Regions from separate parts of the Mus musculus genome. Here all the other regions are linked to region 4. Evidence: chromatin contacts called from public HiChIP or PLAC-seq and Micro-C data. All regions are on one chromosome and are shown on one strand. Each heading gives the region's core, a stretch centred on a gene start, on an enhancer-like site or on the middle of the called end of the contact. The rest is flanking DNA. Distances are from core to core; before and after follow the strand shown.

Region 1 (4,909 bases), core at 1,335-3,834, 280 kb before region 4:
TAGATCAGCCAATAGCCTTCCACGTACTAGAGTTGCAGGTGTCTGTTGCCATGTCTGGCTTGGACCGTTCCTTGACAGGAGAAGGTGAGTGTAAAGGACACTCACTACTTGGCTCTAAGACCTCAGCATCTGGCTGTGTTTATTCCATTGAAGGCGTCCAGGTTTGCTCCCTGACTCTGTGGATGTCAGTATGATAGCTGCCTGCTAAGATTCAAGAGTAGCTACCAGCTTTGAAGGCCGCTGGGTGGAGCTCCACTGTCAGCAAGTGGTACCTTCCAGACCCAAAAAGGCCACAAGTAGTTGGCTATTTAGTGACAAAAGTGCCCCATGCTGCTCCAGGTCAATTGTAATAGTGCTGGAAAGTCATGGGGCCTTCTTGTCACCCTGTGGACCTGTTTTCCTTGGGCATCTGAGGAACCCCTCCTCTCCCTGTGGCTGCTGTTAACCAGGTAATATGAGGGCTTGGCCCCCTGCTGATCTGTGTGTTCTGGTTTGGGTGTAAAGCAGAAGGCAACGTAAACAGGAAAGTTCAGTGAAGAATTACTAGAGAGGAAAGTAGCTGCCCTCGTGCAGAAGGGGACTTTAGTATCATGCCAGGATACCTGAGGAAAAGGGACCTTGAGACAGTGCTGAGCCTGTGGAGTAGTGTCGTCCAGGTCCAGGAGGGCAAAGAACCTGGGGCCAGAACAATCCAGAGCTTGTCTGCCTCTTCTGGGCAAGCCATTGACCGCTTTCCAAAAGTCCATGGGGTGCAGAAGCTTGGGAACCCCCTGGCAGCCACCAGTGGGAATGGGTACAAGGCCTTCTAGGGCTGGTGTGGACAAGAAGCTATCTACCCTGTCTCTGTGTAGAGAGGCTTGGGAATAACTGAGTAGACCAAAGCAGAGGGTACAGAGAGGCCTAGGATAGAGACCCACTTAAAGGCCCACATTGTTCTAGCCTTTCTCCCTACAGTCTCCATTCGGTGTCTCTCTTAAGAGCAGTAAGCCCTCTGCAGTGTGTACAGAACAGAGGGTGCTAGCAAGGTTACTGCCTGAAACTGGAAGTTGGTAACAGGATGTGGATACAGCAGCTGGAAAGGCCAAAGAGTCAATACTTGAGGCTTGAAGGCCACATGGTCCCACATTCTTTCTCCTGCCCTTTTGACCAATCTTAACTTATGGACATACAGAATAGGCCAGACTTGACTAGTACTCACTCTCTCAGCCTCTGGCCAGCTTTTGTGGAGAACCCAAGGATTGATATAGTCTGTAGCAGGACATGTGTGTGTACCTGACCCTGCTAGGTAATAGGTGGCTCTGAGGACCCTTTCAAACTGCTCTGGTGAAAATTAAGGGCTGCATCAATCTCAATATTAAATCTTGCTTTCTTTTGTGTAGCTGTGGCACACCTGGACTGCACACCCTGCTGGAGAACCTGGCTATTTGCATCTTTCTCTAAAGGCTTTGTGCTCAGGCCAACAGATTCTGCCCTGGGGCTGGGAAAGAAGGCAGCAGCCAGCTCATGAGTTATGGGGGCCTTGCTCTGTGCCACCCATGATGGAGTGTCTGGTGCCTTTGACTGGCATTTTTCTAAGCTAAACTTCTTGGGACTTTCCTGTCCCCCTTCAGATGACTGGCTCTCCTGCATACCAAAGATGGGATGCTGCCAGGGAGAAAGGATTGGCCTTGCTGTTGACTGGGCCATCTTTTTTGATACACACTCAGGAATCAGGGAAGTAAGTGCAGGTTGGACTAAGCCTCTGTGAGCTGGATTTGAGACAGAGCCCTGCAGTCCCACTTGAGCACAGACTTATGTGTACTCTGTGCTCAAGTCTGTAGGAATGGGCAGAGTCCGTGGTCCTAGAGGCATTGCTTACAGGTCTAGCTACTTCTTTTCTCTGAGAGAACTGGGGTCCTCCTAAGACTGAGGGCTTGGTATGTGACTTGTCTCAGGTGAAGAATGGAGCAAAAGGCCATGGCTGTTCCCTGACCACTTAGGACAGTGCTCTGCTGGCACCTGCAGTGAATCGTGTGGTGCTCGAGTGCAGCAGAGCTGCTGGGTAGAACTGCTGACAGTACCCTTTCTCTGTCACACTCACTTCCCAACCAGTCTTTGCACTGTGAGCAGGAACTTGTGCACCTGTCACCTGCACAGAAACTTGAGAGATGTCTGTGCCCTGTTACGTCTTCCTGGAGAGGGACAGACCTGGTGTCATGCCGGGATACCTACAGCCCTGTCCCCTCTCTAGCGTCAGTCTGTGCGTCCCTCATACTTATTGTGCATTCTGCATGTGACCACATCTCTGAAGCACTGTGGAGGCCACTGGAGAATGTATTTTTAATCTCAGGTGCCAGGGCACTCAATGTACAGCAAGAGCTGTGCCTGTGTCAGGTGATTGCCTCGACCGGATTTCATCTCACTCACCTGCCTGGTCTGCAGCAGATGCTGAGGTGGCTGGAGTCTCTAAAAATAGCCCTTAGACTCTGAATCCGCTCATTATGCAGCAGCCGTGGAAGCCTCCTCCTCCTCCAGCTGGGGATCACACCACGTCCCCAGCCAGGGCATTGTTAGCCCTTTAGCAAGCTGGCTGCAGCTGCTATTCAGCCCACAAAGGCTCTAATCTCCTTTGAATTCCTCTAAGCCTTTTGACTCTAATCCCTTACAGCACGCAGCACACTCCATGGATACAGTTGGCGCCTCAAGTATGCCTCTTCTATTCATTTTGCCCTGATTATCTTTTTATCTCATTAAGTGCTTTTAGCTCTTGTGTTTCATATAAAAAATAGAAGCATCAAATTGGTCTTAAAGACATAACTTAGTATTTTCTCTTTTAAAGCAGTGGACTTTTCTGAGGCAAGAGTCTCTATTTTATTCCTGATGCCGGGAATATAACGAACCTTGTGAACTTGGAAGAGTCGGTTACCTGCATCTAGCCTCAGTTTCCTCATTGCTAAAATAGAGAGGTCAGGTTATTGAGTGACAGTTGAATTTTCTAGCTTAGCTATCCTGTGGCTCTCTGGCTCTGTATCAACATGACAGAGTTGCTGTGTGCACCAGTGCTATGATATGCTTGAATACAGAGGCTGTGCCTGGCTCCCAAGCTTAGCTTTATATAGGGCCAAGGCCTAGTGCCCTAGCTTGGTTTTAATGCAGATCCTGTTTCCTTGTGGTGGCCTGCTTCTGTCCAGAGGCTGTGCCTGGGATGCTGTCTCGTTTGCACACAGACCTTATCTCTTGTGCCATGTCAAGGCTTTGTTTTATACAGCGTCTGTGCCTAATGCCCTCTGCAAGCTCCTAGACATGGTAGTATTACTCTTGCCCAGGTGGTTACATCATAGGACCTTATTTCAGGCATGTGTTACAACAGAGATAAAAGCCCAATCAATGCCTCCTTGCTTATTAGAGCCCATTGCTTCTGAAGGTGGGCTTTCCTCCTTGAAAGTACCTCTGCTTCTTTGATATCCACTGGATGTGCACTGACTGCTCTGCTGAGATGCATGCAGCTATGGAAATCCTCAGAGTTTCAGAACCAATTTGTGTGTCTCTGTGGCATCCCTCCTGTATTCCCTGCTTAGCTCTGTTTACCTTAAATTTCACCTGCTTCTGAGGATGCAGTTTCCTGTCGTGCCCACTGGTTCCTGGGACTGGCACCACAGTTCTCATTAAGCTGTGGTTTTATCTCCAGGGCCATGGTGCGGGCAGCTGCTGCTGGAGTGAGACACCTGCAGCTTTCTTGTCTCCCTGGTATGTTTGTGTGTTAACATCTTTCTGTGAGTAATTTTGGACATTCTTGAACCCATTAAAATTTCAGTATAAGCTTTGAAACAGAAGTTATAATTTTTCAAAATAAATTTACATATACTTGACAGTCATTTTTGCTTTTTTCTTACTAATTTTTAGAGAAACGTATTGCTTCCCAACACTTCTCCTTTAATTTTGAGTTTATAATATAATCACAGCATTTCTTTCTTTCCCTTTCCTCCCTCCAGTGGTTATTCCGCACACCCCCTCCTTGCTCTCTTTCAGATATGTCCTTTTTTATTCTTATTGTTGCATGCATATTCATACATACTAAATACTCCCTGCTCAGTCTGTACGGTGTTGCTCCTGTGTACTGTTTCAGGGCTGGCAGTTTGGTGTTGGGAGTGAGAAATGCTGAATTGCAACATTTGGAAAGTGTCTAATAAGGTTTGCTGTGTCCACTGCACAAAGAACCTGGTCAGACACAGTGTTGTCCTCTAGCCCTAGGAATTCACCTTCCAGCTGTGTCTCTGCTAACTGGCTCGCTGTTCACATCCATCTGGGGGAAAGGTTGCTGTACCTTTCCACTTTAGCCCCCCTTTTTGCCTAAGAAATATGTATGCTACCTTAGGTATATGAAATAGTTTCACATATCAAGCGTTTCACATTCATAAAGAAATTGCTTTTAAAACAATTCTTTGGTGTATGTACAATTTAATATATTAAAAATGAAAAAAACCAGCTGGTCATGGTGGCGCATGCCTTTAATCCCAGCACTTGGGAGGCAGAGGCAGGCGGATTTCTGAGTTTGAGGCCAGCCTGGTCTATAAAGTGAGTTCCAGGACAGCCAGGGCTACACAGAGAAACCCTGTCTCGAAAAACAAAACAAAACAAAACAAAAAACAAAAACAAACAAAAAAAAAGATGAAAAAAACCCCACATATGAAGTGGGTGTACTTATTTATTTATTTTACACAGAGAATTGAATATTGAGTGAATACTTGATATTGGAGCATCTTTGAAATTTTCAAAGTTGATCAGTATTTTGGTTTCATGATCATCATGATCAATGCTAAGAAGGCAGCTTTGAAAAAACAACATAGTATAGAAGAGCAGAAGCACATTCAGGATTTTCTCTAAAATTGTTGTAACCCCTAGCCTAGTCCCCAGCCAAAGTACACTGAGT
Region 2 (5,465 bases), core at 809-3,308, 460 kb before region 4:
TCTCAACTACTTTAAGTACAAAAATACCCATGTCGCCACCTTCACAACAGCCCACCACTCAGCACAAATTGCCAGCAGCATTCCTCTTTCCCATCAGCCCTACTTCATTCACCCTGCACACTGCACCAAAGCCAATCCTGAACTCAAGCACTGTCCCATACCAGCCCCTCCAGCCTGCTACTCCCAGACCAGCAGACTTCCCACTCTCACCCCAACACCCTAGGCTGAGCTTTCCACCAACAGGGCTGACAGCATCCTCACCAACAGAACTTAAGCCCCAGGAATTGAAGAGGGGCAACTGAGCAGATGGATACCTGAGCAATGAAGACCACGTGCTTGCCACTGAACTTTTTCTCCAATTCACGAACTAGCCGGACTTGGATTTTCTGGAAAGATTTAAGCTGAGGAACTGGTACAAAAATTATGATAGCTTTCCGACCACCACCAACTTCGATTTCCTGGGAGGAAAAAATGTCTGTGTCATTTTTCAGTCCTTAACCTCCATCTTCCTCATTCAAATGGCACCACTCACAGCCAAATACCACCTGAATCAAGGACCCGCCCCCTTCTGAGGCAGAGTCCTTGTAGTCCTTGTAGTCCCAAGTGCTAAGATTAATATGCTCTGCCACAACCAGCAAACAACTCCCCCCTCAAACATTCTCCTGTGGTTTGGACATAGCCTAGGGGTTCGCAAGTTAAACCATGACGCTCATATTGAGGTTCTAAGGTGGAGCCTCCATCGCACAATCCCGGTGACTCTACAAGAGACACCAAAAGGCCAGCAGAGAGCTATGTCCATATGTCCATCATCCTAGCACTGGAGAGGTAGAGGCAGGAGGACGGAGTTCAAGGCTAGCCTCAACTACAATCCAAGTCGGGAGACCAGCCTAGGTTAGAAGAGATTCTGTCTGGTGAGTCTGATCAGACCATGACTCTGGCCATGTGCCACCTCAGGATCTCCCAACATGATTGAACCATCTAGAAAGGTCAACTTTAAATTCACCATGGCCTGGGTATCTCTGATGTAAGGCTCTTCTCCAAATTCAAAACTTTCCAACACTATGAAATTGACCAAAAAACTCAATAAAATTAACACTCTCCCTGGGTGGCTGAGCAGTGGTAGTTCAGGGCACAGGACCCAGGTTCAGTTCCCAGCACTCACAAGCATTTGTAATTCAAGTTTCAGGAACACGCAAGGTGCATGTACATTAACAGAAGCAAAATACTAACTTACAAAAACGAAACACCTGTCAAACGCCAAACTCAGAAACACCCACTGATCCTCAACCGAGTGGTACTGGGTCTAAACACTTCCAAAAAGTTAAGGTTAATGTCAGTGGGGAAAGAAAAAAAAAAAAAAAAAAGTCCAGCAATCAAGTGCAGAAGGCAGCACGGACTTAAGCGTGAGACTGGCCTGCACTGGAAGTCCCTGTCTGCTGCCCTCCCGTCTCTTGCCCCGGGAATAGAGGCTGTCAACCACCCGTGGGCAGCGAGCGAGCGCACTCCGGGGTCCCCGCTCACCTTGGCTGCGGTGATGTTGAGTTCCCGCAGCTGCGCCTTGAGATCGGAGTTCATCTCCAGCTCGAGCAGCGCCTGGGGAGACAGAGAACGTGGGCGCCATGCCGGGGGTCAGGGGACCCTGAGGTCAAGCGCGATCGCGGGGGGCACCCGGGCGACAAGCTCACCTGAGAGATGCCAGACTCGAACTCGTCCGGCTTCTCGCCATTGGGCTTCACGATCTTGGCGCTCGAGCTGAACATGGCTTCACCCTGAGGGGAGGAAGGTGCCACCGGTCACCTGGGGCGCGGGCCGCCAAAGCCGGGGCCATCTACGGGCGCAAGGCGGATAATCCGCTGCATCCCACCCCGGGGAGCAGGCTCTGCCGCCCCGGACGCCCCCCAAGAGTCTGTTCCCCCAAACTCTGCGAAAAACCGCGGCCACATTGCGGCCCGCGAACCTACCTGACGGATCGCCGGCTTAGAAAGAGGGACGGCTCTCGCGAGAACGGCTCATATCCGGGTGGCGGAAGAAAAGAGGTGGGGACAGCGGAAGTAGGTGGGTGGAAACCGGAAGCTCTTCTGAAAAGAGTTGGACCGCCTAGAGTGTACCGGAAAATAGTTCCCTACTGGGAACTAATGCGGGAGGATGAGCGTGCCGGTTTCGCTTGTTCCCGGTAGTCGTCAGCGTTCGGCTCCGTTGGTGAAAATTCTCCGCTCCCCTAGTTGGAGACCTGGGCAGAGTGGTGGCGGCCGGACGGCCCTAGGAAAAAGAAAGAAAGCAGCTTCCTTCCCCACGAAGATGGGACGTTTCAAATGTTTCATTAGTCCCCAGCTTTCTCCGCGTTTCCTGCTAACACAATGAAAGGGAATCAGCATGGTGGTGGCGCACGCCTGTAATCCCAGCACTCGGGAGGCAGAGGCAGGCGGATCTCTTGAGTTTGGGGCCAGCCTGGTCTACAAAGAGAGTTCTGGGACAGACAGGGCTACGTATACAAACCATGTATCAAAAAATGAGGTACGGGGTTGGGGCGGGAATCAGACTTGTGTTCAGCTCTTCCTATAGGGAATCAAATTAGTGAGGTAGTGTTAATTAATAGTCATTAATTCCTGGTTTTTACGTATATTGCTTGGTACAGCAGACGATTCTAGAACATGTCCAGGAACCCCTGTCTTCACAAGTATGAAGCTGCCCTGTTGAACATCTGCCGAGAATGCTAAATATGGTGGCTCATGCCTTTTCTCAGGATTCAGAGGCGGGGATCACTGTGAAGGCAGGCTTGGTCTGCGAGTGCCAGAGCTGCAATAGAGACCCTGTCTCAAAAAAAAAAAAAAAAAAAAAAAATCCATTTTCAGAGAGTACCAATAACGGAAGCTGACGGTGGGGTTAGCTGTAGAAGGCCAGGCTTCTGCCTGCCTGGGCTACCTGCAAAACAGGGACAGTTAAGCCCTAAAAGGTGGGGAGAGCAAGGAAGCCAGGTCAGTGAGAAACACTAAAACAGAATGAACCTTTAATCTCAACACTCGAGAGGGAGAGGCAGAGGCAGACAGATCTCTGAGTTTGAGGCCAGCCTGGTCTACAGGACAGCCAGGGCTACATAGAGAAACCTTGTCTGGAAAAACCAAAAGGGAGAAAAAAAAAAAAAAAAAGAATGAAGACAGCCCTGGGAGAGCACTCTCTATAGTGGAGCAATTTCCTTTAGTCAGGGCATTGTCAGAAAAAAAGAGACAGACAGACAGATTAGGAACAGTAAGTCAGAAAGATCTGAGGATGGGAAACAACAAACTCATCAAAGCAATGTTTACTGAAGAAATGCCCACCACTGCTGACTGTCACCCTAACTTCATGTGCCCTGTGAGGCTCTGCTCTAGACAGGCAATACAAGCACACCTGATTCACATGTAGTTGAATAGCCTGTTTTAGCCTAGAAGCTGGTTACTAAAACCAAGTGAATCCTTGTCATCACGGAAAACACAGTTTGGTAAAGACATTATGTAAATACATGATGAAATATACAGGACTGGAGGGATGGCTCAGTGGGTCAGAGAGCGATGACTGCTCTTCTGAAGGTCCTGAGTTCAAATCCCAGCAACCACATGGTGGCTCACAACCATCCGCAATGAGATCAGATGCCCTCTTCTGGTGTGTCTAAAAACAACTACAGTGTATTTACGTATATTAAATAAATAAATTTTTTTAAAAAATAAATATACAATATTTTGTTATGGCTTGCATAACAAAAAAATGTGCGAAAGTGTAAGGAGGACAGATGTACACTTTAGGGAGTTAGGAAAGCCTTTGAAAGGGATGATAGAGCTGGGCATGATGGCGCACACCTTTAGTCCCAGCACTTGGGAGGCAGAGGCAGGCAGATTTCAGAGTTCGAAGCCAGCCTGGTAGTGAGTTCCAGGACAGCCAGGGCTATACAGAGAAACCCTGTCTCGAAAAACCAAAAAATAAAATAAAATAAAATAAAATTTAAAAAAAGAAAGAAAGGGATGATAGTACTACCCTGGGACATGAAGGAGCAGTTAGGACCCAGTCACTTGGCACCAGGTACATTTCACCCTTACACCACATTCTGGAGCAGAGATAGATTATTTAGCCTTTTGGGTTTTACTGTCTGTCAAGGTGAGTGGAGAAATTATTACTCAACTACGAGCCAGATCCTTTGTTTTGTCTTTTGTCTTTTGTCTTTTTTTTTTTTTTCAAGACAGGGTTTCTCTGTGTAGCCCTGGCTGTCTTGGATCTTACTCTGTAGACCAGGCTGGCCTTGGACTCATATAGCTCAGCCTGCCTCTGCCTCCTGAGTGCTGGAATTAAAGGCGTGCGCCACCACCACCTGGTTGCAATCTTTCTAATTTTTAAAGGTTCAGGCAGAGGAGGGTAGCAGCATTCACCACTAGTCAGTCCAGAGGTCAGGAAGTAGAGACAGGTAGGTCCCTGTGACTTTGAAGCCAGCCTGGTGTGTATAGTGACATTCAGGACATTCAGGGGTCTTTGAAAAATGTGTCAAATTGAAGCTTCTTTGATGAGATGTATATAAATTATACATATAAATATATATTATTTAAAACAAATTTTAACTTTAAACTTATTTTGATTATATTCTTCCAACTCCTTCCAGACTCTATACACCTCCCTACCCACCCAACTTTAAGTTCTTTCTCAAAAAACAAAACCCTAATATATCAACAAAGTCCCCCAAAACAGGAAAACAGCCCCCGCCCCCAGACACACCAAAAATACCAGACTGTAATGAGATAAAAGCACACACAAACTGAGGAGTACATTATACGTCAACTACTCCTGAACATGAGGCCCACCCTGCAGTGATTAGGACACCCAGTGTCACTTCATTCGAGAAAACTAATTTTCCTCCCCAACAGTTATAAATGGCAGGAAGAAATGTGTATTTGAATCTATAGTCCTGTCTGACCAATCCTGTGACCATGGAAGAACTGTTCCCACTCCCTTAGTCCATATGCCTCTCTGCCTGACCTTTGTCTCTGCTCTTTTTTTTTTTTTTAGATTTATTATTATATGTAAGTACACTGTATCAGATGCACCACAAGAGGGAGTCAGATCTCATTACGGATGGTCATGAGCCACCATGTGGTTGCTGAGATTTTGAACTCAGGACCTTCAGAAGAGCTGTCAGTGTTCTTAACCCCTGAGCCACCTCTCCAGCCCCCTTGTCTCTGCTCTTATATACTCTGTTTAGTGGGAATTGTAACAGAGACTTCTGGGGGAAAACGATTGGTCTTTAAGGATGGTATTGTTGGTTGAAAGTTTCATAGATGGATATATATCTATAGATGGATGGGTGGATAGACAAATTGATGGATGTTCATTATCAGATTAAGGAAACTCTTTCCTGTTGCTGTATTTCCAGGAATTTTTGTTTTGTTTTGTTTTTTGTTTTTTGTTTTGTTTTGTTTTTTCGAGACAGGGTTTCTCTGTATAGC
Region 3 (5,241 bases), core at 1,637-4,136, 320 kb before region 4:
TGTTCCTTTTGAGCTGCGTCCCCAGCCCTTGTACTGATGACTCCTTAAGGAGCATGTGCCCCTATGAGCAAAGGGGAGATATTTCCATAGTAGACAGCACACAGAACTTGTGAGTACTTAGCACATGGTATCAAATTGCTGGTGGGGCCTGAGGACAGTGGTGACAAATAACAGGTCTTGATTGTTTGCTCATCCTAAAAGTGGTGTTATTGCCATCTGGAAAAAGTTCAGTCACTCAAGTAAAGGCAGTGATGATATGCACTCACAGATTTCACTGCCTTTGGTCTGCCAGACCTTTTTGTAGTCTGTCTTTCTCAAAATATGTTTTCGGTAGACTTTTAAGCCTTACGAGGATTTTGCCTCTTGGGCTGCCTTCATGTTCACTTACAAGGTTCATGTCCATCACAAGGTCCATATCCATCCCAAGGTCCATATCCATCACAAGGTCCATGTCCATCACAGATTCATGTCCATCACAGGTTCATGTCCATCACAAGGTCCATGCCCATGACAAGGTTCATGTCCATCACAAGGTCCATGTCCATCATAAGGTTCATGTTCATCACAGGTCCATGTTCATCACAAGGTCCATGTCCATCACAAGGTTCATGTCCATCACAAGGTCCATGTCCATCACAAGGCTCATGCCCATCACAAGGCCCATGTTCATCACAAGGTCCGTGCTCATCACAAGGTCCATGTCCATCACAAGGTCCATGTCCATCACAAGGCTCATGCCCATCACAAGGCCCATGTTCATCACAAGGTCCATCACAAGATCCATGTCCATCACAAGGTTCATGTTCATCACAGGTCCATGTCCATCACAAGGTCCGTGTTCACCACAAGGTCCGTGCTCATCACAAGGTCCATGTCCATCACAAGGTCCATGTCCATCACAAGGTCCATGTCCATCACAAGGTCCATGTCCATCACAAGGTCTGTGTCCATCACAAGGTCCGTGTCCATCACAAGGTTCATGTCCATCACAAGGTCTGTGTCCATCACAAGGTCCGTGTCCATCACAAGGTTTTCATACAGTTCACAGGAGAAGGAAAGCACACATGCCAGTGAAAAGACTTTGCTGTTTTATGTATTTAAGATTTAGTTTATCTTTATGTGTACATGTGTCTCTGAATATCTGCCATATGTGTGTGGGTGTCCTTAGAAACCAGAAGAGGACACCAGAGCCTCTGGAACTGGAGTTACATGCACTTATGAGCTACCAAGGTAGGTGGGAATTGAACTCCAGTCTTTTGGAAGAGCAGCAAGTGCTCTCTCTTATGGCATGCTGAGCCATATCTCCAGACCCAACTATCCTGCTTTAAAAGCATTTTTATTTTTCCGACTTAGCATGTATTGTGTGTGTTCATACTGTCCATGTGTGTACTGTGTGTAGTATGTGTTTTATGGTGTTCTTTTACACATGTGCACCCATACATTGACATAAGCGTCTGTGTGTGAGTGTGTGTGGTGTGTTCTGCTTTTGCTGATACTATCCTTGCTGATACCCATGTAGCAGTGATCTCACAGTCAGTAGAGGGCACCATTGTCCTGACACTGTGTCCTTGCTTGTGGCCCATCACAGGGTCCCCACATTATGTGTTCTGGTGGCCTCAATCTTTACTGCTGCTCTGAATGGCCACATGCCATTCCTGAAACCTTCTCTTCTGACCCTTGTAGAAGTGTGCTCTGACTCTCAGACTTTGCATGCAAGACGTGTCTCAGACTTGGATTGACTCCTGCCATCTCCCTTCTTGTGGCCAGGGTACATTCATGGGGTTGGCACAGATCTGTAGAGAATTTAATTCCTGACTCCTAAACCACAGGAATTCATAGATGGTTCCTCAGTACTAGGGGCCGTTAGTACTTGGGATGGCTAGAATATGGTAGGTGGTCTGGCCAGAACCTGGAATGTGGTATGCCTTCACCCTCTAGATCTCCATGTGCACACCTTATTCATGAAGCCTTTCTGCAATGTCAGCAGGAGCTTCTAAAAGGCAGCACAGAACTCTTAGGGCAGCTGTAGCGTAGGGGCCAGATCCATAGGGTAGATCTGGTATATCTTTTTCTAGTGTCAACCGTATTGATTTTAAGCAATGAAAGGATTATTGAGCCCTGTGACAGGTCTGTGAGGAAGGTGTAGCTGTAGTGTCTAGGACAGAGAGAGGACACACAGCCCCAATACAGGGTTCCAGAGCATGTGGTCCAGAGGGACAGACAGATGTGACCAGCAGCAATGGTGTGATTTGAATGCTGTGTCTTCTCATGAGGTAAAGGTAACTGCCCACTCTGTGGGTTAGAGGCTGTGAAATGGTTTTTTCAGAGCAACTGCTATCACTTGAGCTTTATGCGTGGATCCATGAAATGCGGCCTCCTGCAGTGCTGGGGAGGGAAGTTAAGCCATGCTTGTTGCATCTGTGTCTCCTGCTGTTGAGCATGTAGCTTCTTCAGAGGAGCATGGAGGGACATCCCAGGGGCTCTCCTGCTTGAGTCTCTCTGGCTCAGTTTATCTGTAGCCTGGAGTTGCTGAGGCAGGTGATCCACAATACCCTGCTGGTCCCAGTACCCTGAGTGCTCTGATTACAGTAATGGCCACATCCACGGGTCAAGGTACAACCTCCTGTTAAAAGCCACCATTTCCCCTTTATCTCTGTGCCACGTTAGAAAAGAATTATGTTTTTCAATTTAAATGATTGCTTGGTGAAAATGAGCTAAGAGAAGAAGGGTTTCCTGGGTAGAGAGTATCTTAAGGCTTCTCTCTATAAAACCAGAATTCTGAGATGAAATGATCAAGAGTCCTTTGAGAATGGCACCCGGGAGAGGTAGGGAGAACAATTAGAGTCCATGAGGATCACTGTCGAGGGGATGCTAATTAAATGTGGGAGCAGAGGATGCCTGGCTGCACGTGGGGCCCTGCTGCATATCTCTGAAGCGTGCTGGCTTCTGTCGTTGCTTACTTCCCTTCGTGCTTGCTGAGCAGATATTAAGACTGAATAACAACTTTGTTTTAAGGTAATATATACTTGGAAACGGCAGGGCTAGCTTTTCTCATGATCTTGGGCCAAGAAAGAGTTCTTTGAAAAAGAGAGAAGAATCAAGAGCTTACTGCTGAGGACCTGTCACTCTGGAGACCCTTGGGGCTCTTCCCGTGCTGGGGCTCCCAGGCACCCTCCCTATTAGTCTGTTGGTGGCAGCTTCTTTTTAGAACCCCTGCCTTCCTCAGATGTTGAATGTGAGTGTCTCAGCACTGCCAGACCTTGTCTGCAATTCCATCCTAGTTTTCACACTACAGTATGCTCTGAAAGGAAGCATGTTATATTTAAGTTTAAACCTAAATGCAGCATGTTACTCAACAGCGCAGGCACATTCTGAGAACTGTGTGGCCGGGTGATCTCGTCATAGCATCACAGAGAGTGCTTACATACCCTAGGTGGTGTGGCCTCACAGGCATCAGGCTACAGGGCATGAGGACGACATAGAGCCTGCTTCTGTTAGCGCCAAATACAGAAAAACTTAAGGCTAAATCTAGCCCAAGATGTGGTGCAATCAAAACGCTGCTGCCCACTGACACGGTAGTCTGTTTAACACTATGTGTGTTTCTTTGGTAAGAAGATGAAAAATTAGTGTGGTAAATACATAAACCAGAAACAGTTAATTTTCACTGGAGTGTGTCGTTGTATGTGGCATGAAACACCAGTACTCACATGAGTTATGTGTTGTGTGGTGACATCACTAGGTGATGAAGACTTTGAGCAACTCTTAATGTGCAGCTTATTCCTGACTGAATTAGCATGAATTTCATTTCCTTATCTAATGAGTCTTAGTCTTTCTGGGATAAGCAAATGTCACATTGGTTGAGCTGCCTTCTCTGGAAGAGCTGTGTGCTGAAGATGACTGCCCTGGGAGGAACTGAGGGGATGGAGAGTTAAGTGTGTCCCTGCATGGACATTGGATGGTACTTTTCGTAGACTTCTTTTGGTTTGGAGTTTGTATATATTGATTCATTGACACCACTTGTTGTGGTGAGAGATGAGATATCCACCCCACGTCAACTCCCCCAGGTCCCTGTGGTTGTGATCTTGGCAAACAGTCATTATGTTAATTGGATGAGGCCTCCTTTTGGGTATGAATAGCCTAAATTTTATTCTCTTTAAAATTTCAATGCTGCCTGTTTTAATCAATAGTTAGTGATAAACATAGCATAAAGAAATGAATTCCCTATCTCTAGCTCATTTCCAAGTCTCTTGATGTATGTGGACCGAAAGTAGTGATGCTAAAGGCCTGTCTAAATGGCTCTGTGGCCCCACCTAGAGTGGACAGCATTGTCTGGTGAGGGCGGAAGACTGCAGAGTGGCCTGACTGAAGCGGCTATGAGAAGCTCAGAGGGTAAGCAGGACAAGTCACATGACTTTCCTTATTTCCATTATTCTTGTTTTACACACAAGGAGCCTCGCAATGTCAATGAAAATGGTGGTGGCAACAAGGACACAGTGATACTTTTCAGTGCTTCGGTGTCAGACATGAAGACAAGTACTTTATCTGATAACAAATTATGGGTTACCTAGTTAATGCCTGCTTTTTTTAAAAAATTTTTTTATTAGGTATTTTCCTCGTTTACATTTCCAATGCTATCCCAAAAGTCTCCCATACCCACCCCCCCACTCCCCTACCCACCCACTCCCTCTTTTTGGCCCTGGCATTCCCCTGTACTGGGGCATATAAAGTTTGCAAGTCCAATGGGCCTCTCTTTCCAGTGATGGCCGACTAGGCCATCTTTTGATACATATGCAGCTAGAGACAAGAGCTCCAGGGTACTGGTTAGTTCATATTGTTGTTCCACCTATAGGGTTGCAGTTCCCTTTAAGCTCCTTGGGTAATTTCTCTAGCTCCTCCATTGGGGGCCGTGTGATCCATCCGATAGCCGACTGTAAGCATCCACTTCTGTGTTTGCTAGGCCCCGGCATAGTCTCACAAGAGACAGCTATATCTGGGTCCTTTCAGCAAAATCTTGCTAGTGTATGCAATGGTGTCAGCGTTTGGAAGCTGATTATGGGATGGATCGCTGGATATGGCAATCACTAGATGGTCCATCCTTTCGTCACAGCTCCAAATTTTGTCTCTGTAACTCCTTCCATGGGTGTTTTGTTCCCAATTCTAAGAAAGGGTAAAGTGTCCACACTTTGGTCTTCGTTCAATGCCTGCTTTTTAAAAGTTATACTGTGTGTGTGTGTGTGTGTG
Region 4 (5,084 bases), core at 2,054-4,553:
CACTGGCTAGGCAGGTATGTGAATTTGATCTAAAGATTCCCATTCATGAGAAAACTATGGTATGACTGTGTCAACCTTGTGGAAGCTGAGAGGGGCCCTGGAAATCTTTCTGTGTTTGACTTTTTTTTTTTAAACAGTAATTAAAACCCATGATTTCCAGTGTAATCCTCCTTGTGAGCCCCAGGTACTAGCTGAAGGCTGGGGTGCTCTAGGAGTGACCCCAGGGAGCTTTCTGAGAGACTAGATCTCAAAGCACAGGTCCTACTCACTGAGGAGTCAAACAAACAGGGACAGTCACAAACAGGGACATGGTCACACAGTTCAGCCAGCCTTTGTATCCACCTCAGAGACCCTGGTCTCTAAATGACTCTGCCAGGCTATGTGCCTCAGTGGGTACAGTGAGAAGCCATGTGTGGTAGTTTAAATGAGAAATGTCTCCGTAGGCTCAGGTATTTAGACTCTTCGTCCCTATTTGGTGGTGCCGTTTGGGGGAGGGGGATTATGGGACTTTCAGGGGCTGGAGTCTTGCTAGAGGATGTATATGTTTATCTGTCTTTGTCTCTTTGTGTGTCTGTCTGCCTCTGTCTTTGTCTGTCTGCCTCTCTCTCTCTCTCTCTCTCTCTCTCTCCTACCTGAGTGCAGTATGACCAGCCAGCTCCCCATTCCTGCCTTATGCCATTTCTGGCATGATGGACTGAATCTCAGCTGGAACTGTTAGCCAAGATAAACTGACTTCTCCTCTAGGTTTCTTTTGGTCATGGTGTTTATTACAGCAATGAAAAAGTAACTCGGTCAAGACCTCACTAGAAGTTCCTCTAGTAGAATCGGAACTCAGTTTAGATGGCCTTTCACACCAGCAGTAGATGTTGCCATTTCACTCACAGCCAAAATGCTGTTGTGGCAAGACAGGCCCTGGTGCATGGCACTCTTGTAAAGAGAGCAGTCAGGTCTATATTCCCACACAACTAGGCAGAAGGTACAATGGTGTGTGGCTGCACACCCGTATAATACACAAAGCCCTTTTCCCAGGCCAGTGTCTTTGCCTGGGGAAAAGAGTAAGACCCCTCTAGACAGTCAAAACTCATTTCTGTAGATGGCAGATCAGGGGGCTCCAGTGCCACCAAGGATACTAACAGAGCATGGAACATAGTTCTGGGTCACTGAGGGGCAAATTGACCCTGGAAACCAGCTCTTATTGCTCCCCTCACCAGATCTTTGCTTTAGAAGGAGAACAGGTAGAACTCATGCTTTTAATTCCAGCACACAGGGAGCAGAGGCAGGCAGATCTCTGGGAATCCAAGGCTAGACTGATCTGCAAAGCAAGTTCTAGACCAGTCAGGACTACACAGTGAGACGTTGTCTCCATCCTCCTCATCCCCGCCAAATGAAAGAGAACATGTGACTTCAACCCCAAACATGACATCGGTATGTGCCATTTAGAGCAAGGGGCTTTAACAAGAATATAAAATAGAGGAACCTCTGCACAATCTTCCTCTGTCACATCTCAGCTAACCTCCATCTTGTGTTCTTGCTGAGGCCATTTCAGGGTTAACTAGAATTAGATCTCCTTGATGGAGAATCCCTTGGAAAAGTATCCAACTCTATTCTAGGAATCTGAGTTGATAGCTACACATCTTAGCTTTGTTTACGCTGCCTGATTGTGTAAACCTCCCCAGTGCGGCTGCTGAGTGAGATAACCAGAAGTGGTGTTTAGCCCCTTGTTCTAAATGCTGGGGGTCCCCTGTGGACCCCCCAATACCTGAATATAGTTCCAGCCAGCTGGAATAAAGACCTTTAGTTGACTATAAGCTGTGTCATTTCTGGTGGTCTTCTCATAACAACAAATAAAACAACTTCCCGGTGCATCCCAGAAGGCAGCTTTGCAGGGGAGAAAGTAGCCGTGAAGTTAATTGGTCAAAGGATACATTCTTACATTCTGTTCTAGAAGGGGAGCCCTGTAGCTGTGCTGGTTGCAGCTGCTCTACAAAGGCCAACTGGTGGTTTTGAAGTCTTCCGGGTATAGTATCCTAGCCAGAAGCTCATGGGTATGTTCTGACTCCTGGCAGACAGGCTCTCTGGTCTTTGTCTTGGAGAGGGATAATATGGACCTTCTGCTAGTCTGAGAGGCAACTACAGGACCTTGGGATTAAAGCTGATTCCTCCTAAAAGGCTCAGGAATGGGCCTTCCTAGAAGCCTGGGGGTGCGGGGGACATTCCATTGCTACCCACTAGGTAATGTTTCCCTGGAAAACATGGCATACCTGGGCAAGGTCTGTAGAAGAAGATCTCCCCTACGTGACTAATGGATGCACTGCAGGCATGCAAGGAGGGGCTTTGGGACTTGAACTGTCCTCTATAAGCAGAATGACCTGAAACAGGTCACACACTTCAGGCTTCATGAAGAATAAATTACAAGCATTGTGAAAGACAAAGCAGTAAGGTGGCTGCCATCACTCTCTGCTACGGGGGCTCCTGCACAGATTCTTCTCTGCCAGGCTACCCCTCCAGCACAGTTTTGAATCCCATTTTCTTTTTCCCTAAATCCTCCAGGATAGATAGCTGCTGGCTGTGCTGGCTTCTTGGGGCATAATCAGCCTCTGGTCACCTCCCTGCTGGGCCTGCTATTACCCCTTGAGTGAGCTGAGGCTGTGATCTTACCATTCAGCAAGAGGCAGCCACTCCATACAGCAGAGCCTCCTCTTGAGGCATCCTCCTTCCATAGTGGGGCACCAACAGCTCTGGGGACTGTGCCCTCTTGTTTGATTTGTTTCAACTCTCCCCATGCCCTCCTCTCCCTGCAGAGGTTCTCTGAGGGACCCTGAAAGGTGTTTGTGTGTGAAGACTTCTAGGATGGCTTCTGACTCCTGGGGATGTTTTAGGTCTGAGGCTGATACCCTAGTCTCAGATTCCAAGTGCCTAAGACTGTTTACAGAAGCCTCCAGGCCCTCCCCACAAAGGTAGCCAAGTTGGTTCATTAATTCTGAAAACACCAGTCAGAGCGCTTTCCTTGTGCCACTGGTGCAAATATATTCAAATGATCATTCAAATGATTTAACAGGCAAAGGGTCAGCCTTCCCAGAGTAAATCCCATTTCTAATGTGCCCATCTGAGTGATTTCATTAGGGTGCAATGTTAAAGAGAAGTGTATACCGCTGCATAACTTATACAAATGTATGCAAATGAAGTGCTTGAAAGAGCCCTGGTGGAATTCCTTGGAGATTCCCCAGCATTCCACTGCTGCCCGCGGATCAGCTGTTATCATCACAAAGAGCAGCAGCTCCCAGCAGGGACAGGAGGGTTAGAGAGGCTAAGATGTGGGGAGGGGAGAGCAACAGCGACACCCAGGAAGCCCTTCCAGTTCTGGAGAGCGGTGCCTGCCCCGGGCTGGCTGTTCAATCAACCTCCCCCACAGAGCTGGATTTGCAGCAGTCTGCCTGGTGCTCAGAATACAAATCAGCTCTAAACTTTTGAACCCTTTTGGTAGGAAGAGGAAAAAAAATCTTCATGAGGAGAAGCCAGATGCAGATCCAGTCTCGGGACGAGTTAAATTTATTTTCAAGGAATGAGGTGGGGAGAAGAGCCAGGCAGGGCCACCAGAGCTTCTATTTGGACCTTCTTGGGGGCTGCCCCCGGCCCTGGACTAATTGGTCTTAGATTGAGAGCTGGATAATCAGCACGGTGGCATCGTGCCTGTCACCTTTCCGAGGAAAACCCCGAGGTCAAGCATACATGTCTATAAGGATGTATTTATTTTGCAGTGTTGGGGGATGAACCCAGAGCCTTTCATATGCTCAGCAGACGCTGTGCTAATATTGGTAGATATTGGGGTTTAAAGGGTACCTGCCAGGATCTGCAGGCATTTGTGCTCTGCGACAGGGAATTGGACAGAGTCATATGGATGGTGGCAAGCAAAGCCACAGTAGGATTTATTGCAGAAGAATACACTTCCAAGGGAGGAGGTGGGAGGGAGCAAGGGTGAAAGTTTCGAGGCTCGAAAGGTGCCCATGCAGAAAAGATTGGGACATTTGTAGAATGTGCTCTTTCATCTGTGAGTTCTCTATGTTACAAGTCCAGGGTGTATGTCGAGGGGCATTCCAGTCTTTATATCTGCCAGTGAGTTTGGGTTTTTTTTGGGGGGGGGGAGATATGATAATTTTGTAGGCTTTGTACGAAGACTTCCAGGCTCCACTCTCCTGCCTATTGTCACTGAGCTGCATTCTCAGCTGCCCTTGTTAGGGTTTTCATTGCTACAACAAAACACCATGACCAAAAAGCAAACTGGGGAAGAAAGGGTTTATTTGGCTTACATTTTCATAGGTTCATCACCAAAGGAAGTCAGGATAGGAACTCAAACAGGGCAGGATCCTGGAGGCAGGAGCTGATGCAGAGGCCATGGAGGGGTGCTATTTATTGGCTCTCTTCCCCCCACCCCTCCCCCCCCCAAGATTTCTTATAGAACCCAGGACCATTATTAGCCCAGGGATGGTACCACCCACCGTGGGCTGGGCCCTTCCACATTGGTTACTAATTGAGAAAGTGTCTTATATCTGGACCTCATGGAAGCATTTCTTCAACTGAGGCTTCTTCTCTGATGACACTAACTGTGTCAAGTTGACACACATTAAAAACAACCAGCATACCAGCCTTTGGTGAGTTTAGGTCTGGTGCAGCCCAGGACTCTTTGCACTTGAGCCCTCACCTGCTCAGCCTCTATAGTGATAGATTGATGGGAATGTGCATGCTACCCCCTCTGACAGGTGACAGGTCTTTGGTATCATCAGACCGCAAAATGCTCAGCCAAATGCATATTCTCTACTTGTGTCTTCAGGACATAATGGACTGCCCTCCTCTCTCTCCTTCACTGTGTAGTCTCCTTCCAGAACACAGGGGAAGGTCTGTACCTGTCTCTACAGAGCCAGTTGGTACAGAGGTAATTTAGTGAGAGAGGCACAGAAGGTCTGTGGGTCACTTGACCAGTCCTTTCAGTACTCTGTTTTGAGGCATGGTTTCACTATGTAGAAGAGGCTAGCCTCAAACTCATAGAGATCCACTTGCCCCCTCTGCCTCCTAAGTGCTGGGGTTAA

Evidence for each region. Hi-C and Micro-C count contacts between places; a contact is called where the count stands out from the background. HiChIP or PLAC-seq counts read pairs in DNA pulled down with a chosen protein or histone mark.
Region 1: a Micro-C map of stem cell-derived neural progenitor cells shows a contact between it and region 4, with 4 times the contacts expected there. The contact joins two enhancer-like sites. A contact is called at or near these places in 1 of 484 Hi-C or Micro-C datasets (stem cell-derived neural progenitor cells), 6 of 115 datasets of contacts at active chromatin or transcription factors (astrocytes, embryonic stem cells, epiblast stem cells and 1 more) and 1 of 9 other capture datasets (embryonic tail).
Region 2: an H3K27ac HiChIP or PLAC-seq map of epiblast stem cells shows a contact between it and region 4, with 4 times the contacts expected there. The contact joins the promoter of Rps7 here to the enhancer-like site in region 4. A contact is called at or near these places in 5 of 39 promoter capture datasets (the C10 cell line, embryonic stem cells and liver), 13 of 115 datasets of contacts at active chromatin or transcription factors (T-cell acute lymphoblastic leukemia, embryonic stem cells, epiblast stem cells and 1 more) and 2 of 9 other capture datasets (adipose tissue and embryonic stem cells).
Region 3: a contact with region 4 is called in an H3K27ac HiChIP or PLAC-seq map of stem cell-derived neural progenitor cells, with 4 times the contacts expected there. The contact joins two enhancer-like sites. A contact is called at or near these places in 1 of 484 Hi-C or Micro-C datasets (forebrain) and 4 of 115 datasets of contacts at active chromatin or transcription factors (astrocytes, embryonic stem cells and stem cell-derived neural progenitor cells).

The regions. Positions count from the first base shown.
Region 1 is chr12:28,815,012-28,819,920 of GRCm38.p6, forward strand. The region is part of intron 3 of Eipr1 (EARP complex and GARP complex interacting protein 1); the gene reads left to right. Among named protein-coding and RNA genes, the nearest start is that of Gm46345, 51 kb to the left of the region's middle. Within about 2 kb of position 2,585, at least 117 of the 459 cell types and tissues checked have an H3K27ac peak or open chromatin away from gene starts, as enhancers often do. A contact at or near this core is called in epiblast stem cells and stem cell-derived neural progenitor cells, where this site is marked.
Region 2 is chr12:28,633,895-28,639,359 of GRCm38.p6, forward strand. It overlaps Rps7 (ribosomal protein S7), which reads right to left and starts at 2,059. Exons shown (of 7, transcript NM_011300.3): 1 at 1,962-2,059; 2 at 1,686-1,769; 3 at 1,522-1,593; 4 at 315-458. The coding sequence starts at 1,760.
Region 3 is chr12:28,772,470-28,777,710 of GRCm38.p6, forward strand. The region is part of intron 3 of Eipr1 (EARP complex and GARP complex interacting protein 1); the gene reads left to right. Gm46345 reads left to right here. Exons shown (of 2, transcript XM_017315316.2): 1 at 1-676; 2 at 767-4,642. The coding sequence starts at 252. The coding sequence ends at 1,295. Among named protein-coding and RNA genes, the nearest start is that of Gm46345, 8.2 kb to the left of the region's middle. Within about 2 kb of position 2,887, at least 14 of the 459 cell types and tissues checked have an H3K27ac peak or open chromatin away from gene starts, as enhancers often do. A contact at or near this core is called in stem cell-derived neural progenitor cells, where this site is marked.
Region 4 is chr12:29,092,923-29,098,006 of GRCm38.p6, forward strand. No RefSeq gene overlaps it. Among named protein-coding and RNA genes, the nearest start is that of Gm31333, 46 kb to the right of the region's middle. Within about 2 kb of position 3,304, at least 110 of the 459 cell types and tissues checked have an H3K27ac peak or open chromatin away from gene starts, as enhancers often do. A contact at or near this core is called in epiblast stem cells and stem cell-derived neural progenitor cells, where this site is marked.